Linked DNA regions of Mus musculus: region 1 is linked to region 2. Evidence: chromatin contacts called from public promoter capture Hi-C data. All regions are on one chromosome and are shown on one strand. Each heading gives the region's core, a stretch centred on a gene start, on an enhancer-like site or on the middle of the called end of the contact. The rest is flanking DNA. Distances are from core to core; before and after follow the strand shown.

The links. Promoter capture Hi-C pulls out the DNA fragments that hold promoters and counts their contacts.
Region 1: a contact with region 2 is called in a promoter capture Hi-C map of embryonic stem cells, with 2.8 times the contacts expected there. The contact joins the promoter of Chac1 here to the promoter of Gchfr in region 2. A contact is called at or near these places in 1 of 39 promoter capture datasets (embryonic stem cells) and 1 of 9 other capture datasets (pancreatic islet).

The regions. Positions count from the first base shown.
Region 1 is chr2:119,349,966-119,354,134 of GRCm38.p6, forward strand. It overlaps Chac1 (ChaC, cation transport regulator 1), which reads left to right and starts at 1,277. Exons shown (of 3, transcript NM_026929.4): 1 at 1,277-1,671; 2 at 2,392-2,427; 3 at 3,224-4,169. The coding sequence starts at 1,438. The coding sequence ends at 3,625.
Region 2 is chr2:119,166,269-119,170,509 of GRCm38.p6, forward strand. Gchfr (GTP cyclohydrolase I feedback regulator) reads left to right here and starts at 1,520. Exons shown (of 3, transcript NM_177157.4): 1 at 1,520-1,605; 2 at 3,408-3,502. The coding sequence starts at 1,570.

The DNA of each region.
Region 1 (4,169 bases), core at 27-2,526, 180 kb after region 2:
TTTGGGGTGGCACTGGCTCCACCAGAGAGGGTGAGCTCTTGGGGAGACAGATCCTGAGACCTGCCAATGGTGACTGTTTTTTTTTTTTTTTCCCCTCTATTTTTTGAGACAGGGTTTCTCTGTGCAGCCCTGGCTGTCCTGGAACTCACTCTATAGACCAGGCTGGCCTGGAATTCAGAAATCCACCTACCTGCCTCTGCCTCCCAAGTGCTGGGATTAAAGGAGTGTGACACCACTACCTAGCCCAATGGTGACTCTTGCAGGGTTCAGGCAGAGAGGAACTTCCAAGGAGATGGCTGGTGCCTGGTTGCCCACGTCAGTGCCAGGGCCCATACCCACTGCCTGGCAAGAAGCTATGGGAAAAGGCTGCAGGTGCCCTTAGTCCTCTGTGCTGTCCTTAACCAACGTTTCTCCAAACTTTGGTACCTATGTAAATTGCCCACTGCTGCAAGATCTCAAGCTAGAGAGAATGAAACCCGTACCCATGGGGTGAAAGTGGCCTGGCATTCTTCTCTTTGTAGCTTTGTACCACAGGTACTAACAGTCATCCTCAATGTGACTACTCTGCCCAAGGCTGTCTAGTTTTGACTTTTCTTCTAACCCGCCTGAACTCAGGGGTCTCACATTTGGCCCGGGTGTAGCCGTCACGTGAGGCCTGCATGCTTGTGCCAACCAGTCTGACTCAACTACAGCCTTTGCAAAACCCCTTACCACCCCGTGACTCAGTTTCTCCAGCTGTTCACGTGGGCAACAGTATGAGGCACCAGAGTGGAATGCGGAGGGTGTCCAAAACAGCTTCTCTGCAGTGCGTGCTTTTAGGCGGGGCCCCAAAGGCAAGAATTCGTGCCGCCCAAAGTATTCCTACTGGTCGTGCCCTGCACTGGCCACTGCTTTGGGCGGCAATGATTCTGCCAGGTGCACCGGCTGGACTGCAGGGATGACACCGTTTAGACCACTGAGAGGGCCTTCCCGGGAGACGGCGGGTGCCCGCGCCCATTCTAAGGCCCGTTCCCGGTGCCAGCAGCCTGACGCAATCTGACTCGCCCTTGCTGCATGCCAGTTCTGGGGAAACCTTCCCTGCCGTTGCATCACTCCTGCCAGGTCTGCCACGGGAGGAGGAGCCGAACCAATCAGCACGCGCGTTGGCCCTGGGGCGGGCTGCTCTGGTACCCACTCGGAGGGCGGCGCGGTTAACCGAGAAGCAAAATCTAAAGGTGATTGGCCAGAAAGAGATTTGCCCCGCCCCAATCATAGGGACAGCTGGAGGCAGTCTGAGGGCCTTCCTGGCCGGAGGGTTTAAAGAGCGCCTCTGGAGGGACCACTCAGCTGGAACGACCGATCGGTGCCAGGCCAGGTGTACGCGTCCGTCGGTCCTTCCGTGCCCGTGCCGGAGACCAGTCTCGGAGGCCACCCGGGTCCGTCCCTGCGCCCGGCACCATGAAGCAGGAGTCCGCATCCCAGAGCACTCCGCCTCCTTCACTGTCCCCTGCACCATCATCCGCGCAGCCTTCCTGGGGGGATGGCGACCCCCAAGCCCTGTGGATTTTCGGGTACGGCTCCCTAGTGTGGAAGCCGGACTTTGCCTATAGTGACAGCCGTGTGGGCTTCGTTCGTGGCTATAGCCGACGGTTCTGGCAGGGAGACACCTTCCATAGGGGCAGCGACAAGATGGTGAGCATCCTTCTGTGCCCAGAGGAGTGGAGTGGGGTTGGCAGGAGAGTGGGCACTCGTATCCTGGAGTGGCAGGGACCCTGGGCTAACTAAGAGAAAATTGTAAACCTGGTTTGTGGTTTAAATTTGTGTGCCTGGAAATCAGGTTGGTGATTGCACCTGTGGATTCTTGTGCTGGTTACTAATCTGGGCCGCTCGTTGTTTGTCTCTTCCACATCTGCCCATCACTCCATGTCACTCGATGAAAGGTCCTCTCCCAGGCTTGGGGCTTAGGCTGGCACTCTTTCCTCCTCTTCCTTCTCTTCCTCTTCTTCCTTTCCCTCTTCCTCCTCTTCCTCTTCTCTTCCTCTCCCTCTTCCTCCTTGTTCTTCTCTTCCTCTTCCTCCTCCTCCTCCTTTTCCTCCTCCTCTTCTCCCCCCTCTTTTTCCCCCTCCTCCATCTTACCTATTTCTTGCTATGTGGCCTCAAACTTGTGACAAATCTCTCTCTCTGGTGCTGAAGTGCTGGAACTACAGGTTCAAGTCACAACAGGACTAAAGGTGTGTGTGTGTGTGTGTGTGTGTGTGTGTGTGTGTGTGTGTGTGTGTGTGTTGCTGGAGATTGAATCTAAGGTCTTGTGCATGACAGGCAAGCCCCCCATGTCAATAAGGTTCATTCATAGTCCTTTCGGAAGTGCTAATATCTAATTTGTCTTTTTCAAAACCTTTCTTCCCTGTCTAGCCTGGCCGAGTGGTGACCCTCCTTGAAGACCGTGAGGTAAGTGTGCAGTCAAGAAGAGAATCCTGGGGTCTGATGTATCAGGGTGCAGAGGGTCAGAGCTCTTGTGTGGGGAGAGTGGAAGTGTAGCTAGCTTACTCCATGCTTCTTGGAGAATCACTTGAGGGAGGGTCTTATTAAGATGGATTTCTGTGAGTTCAGAGTTATTCTTGGTTACATAATGAATCCTGGGTCAGACACCCTGTACTATATGAGACGTCTCAAAATAAACAAAACTCAAGGGAAATAGGGTGAAGGGTATTGCTTCTGGGTGGCTCAGCAGCCAGTCAAACACGTTAGTTTTTTTTTAAAGCTTCATGGAGAAATGGCTCAGGAGTCAGAAGCACCTTCTGCTTCTCCAAAGGGCCTGGATTTGATACCCAGCACCCACACAGTAACTCACAATCTGTAGCTCCAGTTCCAGGGAATCAGACTCTTCTGACTGACCACCAAGATCACAGGTCGCCAGGCACACACGTCCATACACATAAAACTTCAAAATTACATCTATTTGTACATGCACGCATGTGCACACGCTGTAGGTCAGATGTGGAAGCAAGACGACAAGATGGAAGTCGATTCTTTCCTCCGACCATTCATGTCCCAGGGATTGGACTTAGGTTATCTGATCATCAGGCATGGTAGCAACTACCTCTATCCCTTGAGACGTCTCCCCACCCCCTCCACCTCTTTTATAGAACATAGGTGTGGAATGTGTCTAGGGGAACATTCTAGAATGAACACAGGACCAGCATCAAGCTCTGTGACTGACTGGAGTGTCTCTGTTTTTCCCTAGGGCTGCACTTGGGGTGTGGCATACCAAGTTCGAGGGGAGCAGGTGAACGAGGCCCTGAAGTACCTGAATGTGAGGGAAGCCGTGCTTGGTGGCTATGACACTAAGGAAGTCACCTTTTATCCTCAAGACACCCCTGACCAACCCCTCACAGCACTGGCCTATGTGGCCACCCCACAGAACCCTGGCTACCTGGGCCCTGCTCCTGAAGAGGTCATTGCCACACAGATCCTTGCTTGCCGAGGCTTCTCTGGTCACAACCTTGAGTACTTATTGCGTTTGGCAGACTTCATGCAGCTCTGTGGGCCTCAGGCACAAGATGAGCACCTGGAAGCCATTGTGGACGCCGTAGGAACCCTGCTACCCTGCTCTTACCTACCTGAGCAGCCTCTGGCACTGACCTGAGGAGCCAAGCTCCTGCAAGAAGTGTCTGAGTGGTACTGGTGGACATCAGTATGCAGTACTTGAGATAGACTTGATGGAGCAAGAGAGAGTTGAGAAGGCATGCTGGGTGGCCAGGGGCTTTGTGTCTTATGCCCCGCCTGTCTGCTAGCCTTCAGCTCTTCCTTCATTGACCCTTACTCACTACTTGAACCTTTATTTATTGCACCATGTTGGTGTGGTGGGCAGGGCAGGTGGGGGACCTGCCCTGGATGTGGGCCCTGCAGTGCGGTGGCTCTGCCCTAGTCCTCTGGTATGTAACCAGAATCCCCCCATTGCTGCTGCCAATTCCACACCACCCAGGCCTCCGTAGCCCCAGGGACCCTCCAAGATCGTTGCTCCTCTGTCCACCCAGACTACCCCAGCCGTGGTAGTATCACCTGCCCATGTTCCGGGCCTTCTGGATGAGGGACAGCAGAGAAGGAGGCGAAGTAGCTCTTCAAGGGCCAAGGGTCAGCATCCCTCTTCATTGACGGGCCCGGGGCAGAGCCGGATCCTATGCACAGAC
Region 2 (4,241 bases), core at 270-2,769:
TCTGCTCCCATGGAGTGCCTAGCCAAGTTAGCTGCCAATCTTGTTTCCCCTATTGGTTCTTTTTGTTATGGGGTGGGGTGAGGGTTTGTTGTTTTGTTCCTTTGTTTCCTTATTAGGTTTTGGTTTGTGATTGTTCTGAGACAGATTCAGTTCTCTCTCTCTGTCTCTCTGTCTCTCTCTGTCTCTCTCTGTCTCTGTCTCTCTGTCTCTCTGTCTCTGTCTCTCTCTCTGTCTCTCTCTCTGTCTCTCTCTCTCTCTGCCTCTCTCTCTCTCTCTCTCTCTCTCTCTCTCTCTCTCTCTCTCTCTCTCTTCCTTCCTGTTGCTGAGATAAAATACTCAAAACAAACAACAACCACCACCACAACAAGCCCAGCATCTTAGGGGAAAAAGAGCTTATTTTATCCCAGCTCTCAGTTCCGGCTTACAACGGAGCTTAGGATCAAACTCAGCGAACCATGGAATCAGCGGAGCATCATCCCAGCCCCTGTAGGGGTTCTTGATAGGTTCCCTGATGAGACTTTTATTTTCACCGTCCCAGGACTGAGGGTTAAATTTAGAACCTCAGTTTTTGCCCTCTACCTCTGCATTACAGCACGTCCCTTTCTGCCTCTTTAACGAGCTCTTTGTTAAACATAGATGCGTCTTATCCCTCTCGCTAATTGTTGGGGTGCGAGAGCTGGTGCCGGACAGGAAGAGGATCATATAAATACATCAGACCAGTTAGGTAAGAAGGTCAGGTTTCCAGGCCAGGGGCGGGGCGTGTTCCAGGGCAACTGGTTATATGCTTTTCCAGGGCAACTATTTTGTTCGTCTTTGCTTTTTAGGGAACCAATCAGAATGAGTCGGTTGAAGAATGTTGACCTGTCTACTTCTAGATGAGGGCGTGGACCAGCTAGTTGTGAACTCGCCGCCCTCTCTTGGGCATCAGGCTTAGGGATCGACGTTTCTATGCCTCAGGTGTTACCCTGTGATCTGCGCGTGCTCCCAAGGCTCCCTGCAGGAGGAACAGGTTCCGCGCCTTTACAGCCAGAGGACTGGCACCCAGCCAAGAGTGTAGATGATGCACAGACTTAATTTGCAGGGCCATAGATAGGCATGCAAAGACCCGCAGCCACACTTGAAAATGACAGACCCCAGGACAGACCCCAGGACGCAGGACTGCCCAGGACCTGACACTCGCGTCTCGCCTCGCCTCGTGCACTTAAGTTCACAAGGCACGCGTCCTGGTGAGGACACGCAGTCCCCGCTTCCCTTTAGTCCTCAGCGCAGTTTTCGCTCTGCTACGTTTTAGGGACAGGCGGAAACCGACTGGCATCCGCCGGACTTTGGAGCCTGAGCATGGAGGTATTGCAGGAAGAGGGCAAAGGGGCGACAGGCACCCTGTACGCCATGGCCACAACTCCTAGTGAAGTCCGCGGGGACACGCCCGCTTCCAGGTCTCTGGGGCGGCGGGACCGCGGCGCGCGCTCCTGATTGGCTCGTGCAGTGTCCGCACGGCCGCCAAGCGCCGCCCGCGGACAGAGCAGGGAGTAACGGGACTGTGGTCGCGGGCAGCCCCAGCCACGCACCATGCCCTATCTGCTCATCAGCACTCAGATCCGTATGGTGAGTACCTGGAGTGGGTGACAGCGACAGCCACTCTAAGGGACTTTCCTGATGGTCCCGCAACCGGCCTACCACGCCCCCGCGGCGCGGACACCAGGCAGGGTCAGGCGACTGGATGGGCAGGGAGTTCCGCGGGGACACCCACGACCCGCTTCACAAGCGCTGCAGCCAGGGCCCGCACGCCAAAGGCCAAGCTAAGCTGCGCACACAGCGGCTCACCTGTAGCCCCCTCCAGGCAGGGCTCGTTCTGATGCAGAGAGAATTCGGGTTAGAGGTGGAGAGGGCTGCGGGCAGCCTGGAGAGCACCACGCGGGGGTCTGAGGTCACGCTTCTCTAGGTGAAGTTTCGGGGGGGGACATGGGAGGGAGGTGGTACTGGCTGCTTTATAAGTCTCCTCAAATCCCCTTTCAAAGGATACCTGGTGCCCCCCCACCCCCACAGCTAAATAGCTGGGCGCGCTACCCCATCCTATTCCAATGCCCAGCGGTAGGTACAAATCTAGCTCCCAGGGGATAGCCAGGAGTAGTGGGCTCAGCATGAAACAGGAGAGGTCTTGACAATACCCAAAGGGCCATGAAAACCTGTACAGTTGTTGAAATCTGGATTGCTGGGCACATTCACCTCTCTTCCTCCTCAAATAATTTTTTAAAATTCTTTCCAAGTTTTCTTTCTTTGTTTTTTAGAGTTTTATTTATTTATTTTATGTATATGAGTATACTGTAGCTGTACAGATGGTTATGAGACTTCATGTGGTTGTTGGGAATTGACCGGTCAACCCCAGTCACTCAGGCCCAAAGATTTATTTATTATAAATCAGTACACTGTAGCTGTATTCAGATGCACCAGAAGAGGGTGTCAGATTTCATTGTGGGTGGTTGTGAGCTACCATGTGAGATTTGAACTCAGGACCTTTGGAAGAGCAGTCAGTGCTCTTACATGCTGAGCCATCTCACTAGCCTTCTTTCCAAGTTTTGTGTATGTGTGTGACAGGGTCTCATGTAACACAGGCTGGCCTCAGTTTGTTATGTATTGGAGGCTAGCCTTGCTTCCCAATTACTGGGATTACAGGCATGTCCCACCAGGCATGTCCTACCTGGCTTGGTTCTCTTAAATTATGGAGGTTTTGTTGTCTGTCTGTCTGTCTGTCTGTCTTTCTGTCTGTTTTTTTCCTTTGGGGGGGGCGGGGAGCGGAAATTCAAGACAGGATTTCCCTGTGTAGGCCCATCTGTCCTGGAACTATGTAGACCAAGTTGGCCTTGAACTCAAGAGATCCACCTGCCTCTGTCTCCCGAATGCTGACATCAAAGGTGTGCTCCATCACCGCCCAGCTATGGCTTGCTACATTGTATTGTGTGCTCATCAACTGACAAGCTTTGTGTCCTTTCTGTCTTTAGGCTATTATGAGTAGTTCTGCTAGGAACATATGTTTTTCTTGTTGGTTTGTTTCTTATTTTGGTGTCGGTTGTAACTTGGGAGGTTTACCTGCCTGTGTACAAAATTGTATGTGGACATATGTTCTCATTTCCTTCATTCTCCAAGTGATGCCAATACACAGGAAACCTGGCTGGTGGCACCTGGCTTGAAAGCACTGATAGGCAGTGTTCAGAGGCAACAGGCAGCCTTTTGGGAAGTTAGGGAGGACCCACTGTGCTCCCCTCTCAGTTATGTCCCACCTTAACTGACCTTCATTACCACCTCCCCTTCACCTAGAGCTTCCCCGGGGCCGGGGGAGGGGAAGAGAAGTGGAACTGTGCACATCTGCCTGCCACCCAGCTAAGCAGCTACCGTGGCTTTCCTTGCAGGAGGTGGGCCCCACCATGGTGGGTGATGAACACTCGGATCCGGAGCTGATGCAGCACCTGGGGGCCTCCAAGAGAAGTGTCTTGGGAAACAACTTGTAAGTAGTGGCATCCTTGCGCACCTTCTTTTCTCCCTGGCAGGGTCTTCTGCTTTTCCCTTCACACAGCCATCAAGCCCAGAGGGCAACAGCCCCTGGAGGGCTTGCTCGTCCTCAGGCCCCCACAGGGCCCAGATCACCAAAGAGAGTTTCCCAGCCTTTCTTCACAAGCAGTTTATCCTTAGTGGACGTCTGGGGCACCCCCTCCCAGGGGCTCTGGAAACCAACTGTTCTTGCCTTGTCCTCCCCGCTCAAAATTGGGTCCCATCAACAAAGACAAGCTTCACCTTGAAGGCCTGAGTGACAGAGCCCAGCCCCAGAAACAGAGCAGGACACCTGGGTCCTCTTTTGAGCTCCTGGCTGCCAAGGCACTTGGCCCCTTCCCTCAGGCTCCTTCCCATCATCTCTGTGGCCAAATACTACTGCTTCCCTTTCTGCTTCCTCACCCTGTCTTAGTGTTCTACTGCTGTGAAGAGGCACCATGACCAAGCAGAGTTAGAGGGTTAGTCCATGACAGACATGGTGGGGAGAATGGCAGCAGGCAGGCAGACAGGCGCTGGGGCAGGAGCTGAGAGCTTTATATCCTGATCTGCAGGCAGCAGCAGAGAGAGAAGTGGGGGGGGAGAAAGAGAGAGAGAGAGAGAGAGAGAGAGAGAGAGAGAGAGAGAAGCTGGGCTTGGCATGTAGTACTTTTGAAACCTCAAAGCCCACATCCAGTGACTCATTTCCTCCAAGGTCA